Regions from separate parts of the Mus musculus genome. Here region 2 is linked to region 1. The links are chromatin contacts, called in public HiChIP or PLAC-seq maps. All regions are on one chromosome and are shown on one strand. Each heading gives the region's core, a stretch centred on a gene start, on an enhancer-like site or on the middle of the called end of the contact. The rest is flanking DNA. Distances are from core to core; before and after follow the strand shown. Region 1 holds the start of Tnfsf9 (tumor necrosis factor (ligand) superfamily, member 9). Region 2 overlaps Vav1 (vav 1 oncogene).

Region 1 (2,949 bases), core at 290-2,789:
CCAAGCTGGGGTTTTCCTGTAATTCCCAGGGGAAGTTGATGTGGAATAAAACAGAAGGAAGGGGTGGCTGGTGTCTCCAGAGGGGGCTCCGTGCACGTCTCCCAGGCTGGGAGCTCAGTAGGTTCCATGCCCAGTATGGAAAAAAAGCAGGTGGGGCCTGGGCTGGGTCTCTGTTGTAAGAATCTTGGCCCAGTAAGCTCGAGGCTTTGCGCTCCTTCCCCAACACAGAAGAAGCTGGATTTGAGGGTGTATGCCTGTCTGTGTCTGTATCCCAATATACTGGGGAGGGTCAGAAGTTCAGAGTCATCCTAGGCTGTCTAGTGAGTTGGAGGGCTGCAAGGCGAAGACCAGACCCTATGTAGAAACAAACAACTCCCCATTTTATAGCTTGTTGTTTCCTGCTGAGATAAATGGTCTGGTTATATCAGTACTTTTTTTTTTTTTAATTATGTTTACTGATGGTATGCATGTCGTGGTCAAAGGGCACTTTCAGGACAAATTTCTGGGTGTCAGTTCTTTCTTCCCACCATGTAGGTCCTGAGGACTGAACTCAGGCCACCAGGCTTGTGATTATACTATTACTGGCTGAGCCATCTCAGCAGATCTAACCAGATCAGAACATTGAGGAGTCTGTCTCCAAGGTTTGCCCAGAGCCAGTCATCTCTCAGTTCCTCTTTTGGGGGGTCTTCTCTGCGCCCCCCCCTTTTGCCTCTACCTCAGGCAAGAACAGTGAAAGAATGGGAAATTGGAAATGTGTCCGCTGCCTGGGGGAATTTCTCTATCTGGACTCTCCAGCCTTCTGTTTCTGGAGTCCTAAGAGACTACTAACAGGAAGCCCCAAGAAAGTGGGTGGGGACACACCAGGAAAGGCCCAGGGTAGAGATGGGGTCCTGGGGAGGAAGAGGCTGAGTGAGTGGGTGCCTAGCAGGTCTCTTTGATTCCGCTGGGGATGGGTGGGCAGTTTTGGATGTCCCTAGAGTCCTCGACAAAACAACAACAACAAAAAACAAAACAAAACAAAACAAAACAACAACAAAACCCCCTGCATTTAGGGCGTCCCAGGGATGGGGAGCTAGGGGTTGGAAGAAAAAGGGAGCAGGAGAGATCAGGAGAGAGACAGAAGTTTGAGAGACAGAAAAACAGGAATGAAAATCAGCAGCGGAGAAATAACCTACCAGTGGGGAACACAGAAAAAGAAGGGAGACAGAGCTGTGGATTCAGGAGAGGCCAGGGAGGGAATGGATTCCGATATCACATGGTTCCCATCATATAAAAAGCTCTTTAATGTGTCAGTGTTAAACCAAATCAAACACACACACACACACACACACACACACACACACACACACACACACAAAAAGGGAAGAAGGACGGGCGGGCACAGGGCCTGGACAGGGAAGGGGAAAGGGGCGAGAAGGGGGAGGGGAAGGGGGGAGGAGGAGAGAAAGTTCCGGGAGTCGAGGGGCGGAGCGCGGAGCCCGGGAACCCCGCGGCTGCCCTCCCTCCCTTCCCTCCCCGGAAAAGGCGCCTCGGTAGCCTATAAAGCACGGGCACTGGCGGGAGACGTGCACTGACCGACCGTGGTAATGGACCAGCACACACTTGATGTGGAGGATACCGCGGATGCCAGACATCCAGCAGGTACTTCGTGCCCCTCGGATGCGGCGCTCCTCAGAGATACCGGGCTCCTCGCGGACGCTGCGCTCCTCTCAGATACTGTGCGCCCCACAAATGCCGCGCTCCCCACGGATGCTGCCTACCCTGCGGTTAATGTTCGGGATCGCGAGGCCGCGTGGCCGCCTGCACTGAACTTCTGTTCCCGCCACCCAAAGCTCTATGGCCTAGTCGCTTTGGTTTTGCTGCTTCTGATCGCCGCCTGTGTTCCTATCTTCACCCGCACCGAGCCTCGGCCAGCGCTCACAATCACCACCTCGCCCAACCTGGGTACCCGAGAGAATAATGCAGACCAGGTCACCCCTGTTTCCCACATTGGCTGCCCCAACACTACACAACAGGTGAGGCTCATCTCATCCCTAGGGGACTCTTTCTTACCTTCTGGAAGCATCGCTGCACCGACAGGGAGAGAACAGCACTTCCTCCCCACCCCCGCCCCGCCCCGCCCCGCCCCGCCTCGCTCTGCTCCTGCTACTCCGCTTGAAGCACCCCCTCTCCATCTCGCACTCAGAGGAAATCCCTTTGCGTCTTGACCCCTTGAATGAACCTATGAAACCTGGGGGAGAACTCCCGAGGGTGCACCGCAGTTCCCTTCAGTCCCACTTAGGCCTTCAGGGCTCTCCTTCTCCATCCAAAGTTGGACGCCCCAATGTGTGCTGGGCCGTATGAGTTCCTATCTGCTTCTTTAGGATGTAAGGTACCATCTACCTTTATTTTTCTTTCTTCCCAGGGCTCTCCTGTGTTCGCCAAGCTACTGGCTAAAAACCGTGAGTGCCCCCTGATTTATTTCCAGCGGGTCCCGCAGGGAGGTTGAACAAGGGGACCTGTTCAACCTTCTAGTCATGTCCCTCTCCCTCACTTACTCAGCCTTTCTCACTTGCTGTCACAGCTCCAACTGTCATCCTTGGGACCCCATCCAGGTTTTCAGAGAATTGAGAATTCTCACCCCCAGCTGACTCTGGGAGATCTCCTTTTCTCTTTTCCTTCCTCTATCCCTCCCATGTAGCCCAGGCTTCCTCCAAATTCATTATGTAGCTGAGGCTGGCCGCCCTGCTGCCAACACCTCCAATGGGCTGGGATAAATGAATGCCTTTGGGCTTCAGGCACCCTATTGAGCCCGAGCCCTAGTCTCTCCCTGTCAAGTCTTAGTTGTCAAATTATTTGCCCTCAGAGATGACTCTCTTCCTGCACTCTCCATATCCCACCTCTCTCCCAGTTTTGTTCATCCCTCTCTTACTCCTCTGATTTCTCTCTCTTCTTTTCTCCTCTCCCCCT
Region 2 (2,949 bases), core at 122-2,621, 190 kb after region 1:
TAAATGCTTAATATATGCTTTTGGAGTCAACTAATGTCTGGGTTTTTGGTCAGGCTTTGTGTTAGTGCTCAGTTCTAAAGTGGAGAGGTTGATTCTCCTTCTCTCTGTTCTTCTGGCTTTCGCCTTCTCTCCCTCTCTCCTTCTTTCCTTTTCTCCTCTTTCTCTGTTCTTCTTCCAACCCCTCCACATTTGTCCCTCTCCTTCCCTTCCTATTCCCTCATCTTTTATCGTATGAATAACATTTTGTCTCCTGGGGGAGATGTGAACACGTGTCTACTCGTCTCAGACAGGGCCAACAGCCAGGAAAAGCAAGGATCCCGCCAAAGTCCAACTTGATGAAGCACTGAGTGTCACTGTGTTACAGATAGGAATGTGGGTCAGGGCTCACTTAACAGGAACAGAAATGGCTCAAATACAGCTGTATCACCAAAGCCTGGCATGGATGGTGGGCGACTCAGGAAAGCTGCCTTCAGGCAGCTCTGAAAGGTGGACAGTTGTCTCTTCTAGGTGCCTTGTCCTGTCTGAACCTCTTCTGGGCAGTTCAGCTTGTCTTGAGAGCGGTCACCAGTAGTCCTTACAGCTTGTGCTTGGGGAGGGCAGTGCCTAGAGAATCTGGTCTGTTTCAGGAACTTCCTGCATATCTCCTGTTGTTTCCTGAGCTTCACGGGCTTTTCTGTAGGCTAGAATGCTTCACCTCCACTTAGCACATCCTATGTCTTAATGAGCTTCCTTCCAAGGTGGAAGGTTTCGTCTTAAGGGAAATTGCTACACAGCACCCTCTTTCCCCCTCCCTCTGCCTTCTCTCCCTTCCACTATCTTCTCCCCTCACCCCTGTTTCCCACCCCTGTTTTTGACACAGGGTCTCACTGTGGTTCCCTGGACAACCTGGAACTCACTCTGTAGTCCATGCTTACCTCAGAGTTTAGCCATCCTTTGCTCTGCCTCCTCTTCCTGAGCGCGGAGATTACAGGTATATTCCACCACACTGGGATTTCATTTCTGATTTTTGGTTGGAGAACCCAAGGCAGGATGACCTGTCCAAGGTCCCCCTGCTTACCAGTTTCAGCTGGGAGTCACCAGACACCTAGTTGTGGAAGGCGTACTGGGGTGTGAGGTGACAGGGAAAGAAGAGGAAGTCTGATTCCCAGAATGCTTTAGACTCATGCTGAAGAGTTGGGTCATCAGCTCCTCAATTCAAAGCTCTGGACAGGATGAGCAGCGTGACCACCCGCTCTGGGAAGCCTCAGGGAGCTAGCTGGAGTCTGAAAGATTACAGGGCTGAAGGAAGGCAGAGAGCCATGCCTCTACCCCTTGTCTATCTTCCCCAGCCAGGCCTGGTAACAGGCATTTCCTGTTTCCGGCCATCTCCTGGGTTTGGGTTGTGGGTGTGGAAAGCGCAGAAGGCAGAATTTGTGTTGAGTCTGGGCCGCTTTCTCCCAGCCCCCAAGAGAGGCCACTGTCCTTACTGCTACTTCCTTGAACAGAATTCTCTCTATTTTGGGCAGAGGCACCAAAAGCCAACTTCCGGCTTGATCACAGTGCCTGGCTCCTGATTTGCCTAAAGCCTTCTTGCTTGTCTAGCGCCATGGTCTTCTTTCGTCCCGGAGGATAAGGGAAGCAGAGGGGTTGTCCCTATAAAACAAGGAAGAATTCTCCTTCCACGTGCCTCCTACAGTGAGTGGCTTCCTGTCCTTCATCATCTTTTCACATGCCTTACGGTGCCAGGAAGTTCTTCTGGTGGTCTAACCACAGTCACCGTGCTTTCTGAAGGAGCCCAGCTCTCTAACTAGCTACTCTGAAGCGGTGGAAGGGGTTATGAATCATACTCCTTTTGGAAGAGTCATGTGACTTGAGGGAAGGCAGTCTCAAAGCTCAGCTGATTCTCTGAGGTTAGGAGGGGGATTTCCTTCCTTAGGCCACACAGACCTAAGGCCAGACATCACCTCTGGTGTTGGTCTGCCAGCCCTGTCTGCCTGTCTATGGCCCACAGGACTTCTGAGTGCTGTATATAATGGTGTATATAATTTCTGTGATATGCTGGTCCCTGTTATGTCCCCGTGAGGCCTGGGCGAGGGGGCTGTGGTGGCTCAATGTGGTTCAGGAGCTAGGGTAGAGCAGGAGTGGGGCTGGGTTCTGTGTGTTTCTCCACACTCCTGCTTTTACATGTGTGACTCTGGCAGGTGACAGCCCTGTGACAAGCCTCAGTTTTCCCACCTGTCAGATAGAAGTCCTTTGTTTAGCCATTTCGTCTTTCACTTGTGCGTGTGTGTATTTGTATGCATTTGTGCATGTTTATTATTACTATTATATTGTGTGTGTGTGTGTGTGTGTGTGTATGGGTGCAGATGCCTGAGGAGGCCAGAAGAGGGCATTGGATCCTCCTGAGTTGGACTCACAAGTGTGTGTGATATGGGATGGAAACCAAACTTGACTCCTCTGTGAGATGGACAGTGCCAGCACCCCTGAACATTCTCGTGGGTTTAAGCATTGAACCCAGGGCCTTGCTTTAGCAATTGAGTTGCCTCTCAGACCTCCTTCAATAACTTAGAAATTAGAGCATATTTTTTTTTTGGCAGTTTGGTCTGTGTACATATGTATTTTGATCATGGCCGCTCTACTCCCTTGTCTTTTTTGTGTTGTTGTTGTTGTTGTTTTTTTTTTTTTGTGTGACCCAGTGAGTTGAATTAGAGTTTGTGACAGGAGTCAGGGTGAGGGGTCATGTACCAGTGGCTGCAACACTGAAGAAAATGCCTCTCCCTTCCCTGGAAGCTGTTAGCTGCCTACAAATCCCCAGGGAGGAGTGGGTCCTCATTTGACTCCCCACTCCTTCAACACAACAACTTCTCTTGAGCTCCACCCCAGCCCCAGGTCTTTAAATAGTTGTCCACATGGAAGAGCGAGCCCTTGAGTGACCTGTGGCCTTAGGTAATGGTGGAGTGTCATGTAGGG

Evidence for each region. HiChIP or PLAC-seq counts read pairs in DNA pulled down with a chosen protein or histone mark.
Region 2: an H3K27ac HiChIP or PLAC-seq map of microglia shows a contact between it and region 1, with 5 times the contacts expected there. The contact joins the enhancer-like site here to the promoter of Tnfsf9 in region 1. A contact is called at or near these places in 7 of 39 promoter capture datasets (3T3-L1-derived adipocytes, the C10 cell line, the HPC-7 cell line and 3 more), 7 of 484 Hi-C or Micro-C datasets (CD8 T cells, embryonic fibroblasts, embryonic stem cells and 4 more), 7 of 115 datasets of contacts at active chromatin or transcription factors (the HPC-7 cell line, bone marrow-derived macrophages, effector CD8 T cells and 4 more) and 3 of 9 other capture datasets (adipose tissue, liver and pancreatic islet).

What each region holds. Positions count from the first base shown.
Region 1 is chr17:57,103,846-57,106,794 of GRCm38.p6, forward strand. Tnfsf9 (tumor necrosis factor (ligand) superfamily, member 9) reads left to right here and starts at 1,540. Exons shown (of 3, transcript NM_009404.3): 1 at 1,540-2,015; 2 at 2,405-2,441. The coding sequence starts at 1,587. It overlaps Gm11110 (predicted gene 11110), which reads right to left and starts at 2,097. Exons shown (of 4, transcript NR_033508.1): 1 at 2,053-2,097.
Region 2 is chr17:57,289,115-57,292,063 of GRCm38.p6, forward strand. The region is part of intron 1 of Vav1 (vav 1 oncogene); the gene reads left to right. Among named protein-coding and RNA genes, the nearest start is that of Vav1, 11 kb to the left of the region's middle. Within about 2 kb of position 1,372, at least 133 of the 459 cell types and tissues checked have an H3K27ac peak or open chromatin away from gene starts, as enhancers often do. A contact at or near this core is called in CD8 T cells, the HPC-7 cell line, adipose tissue and 5 more, where this site is marked.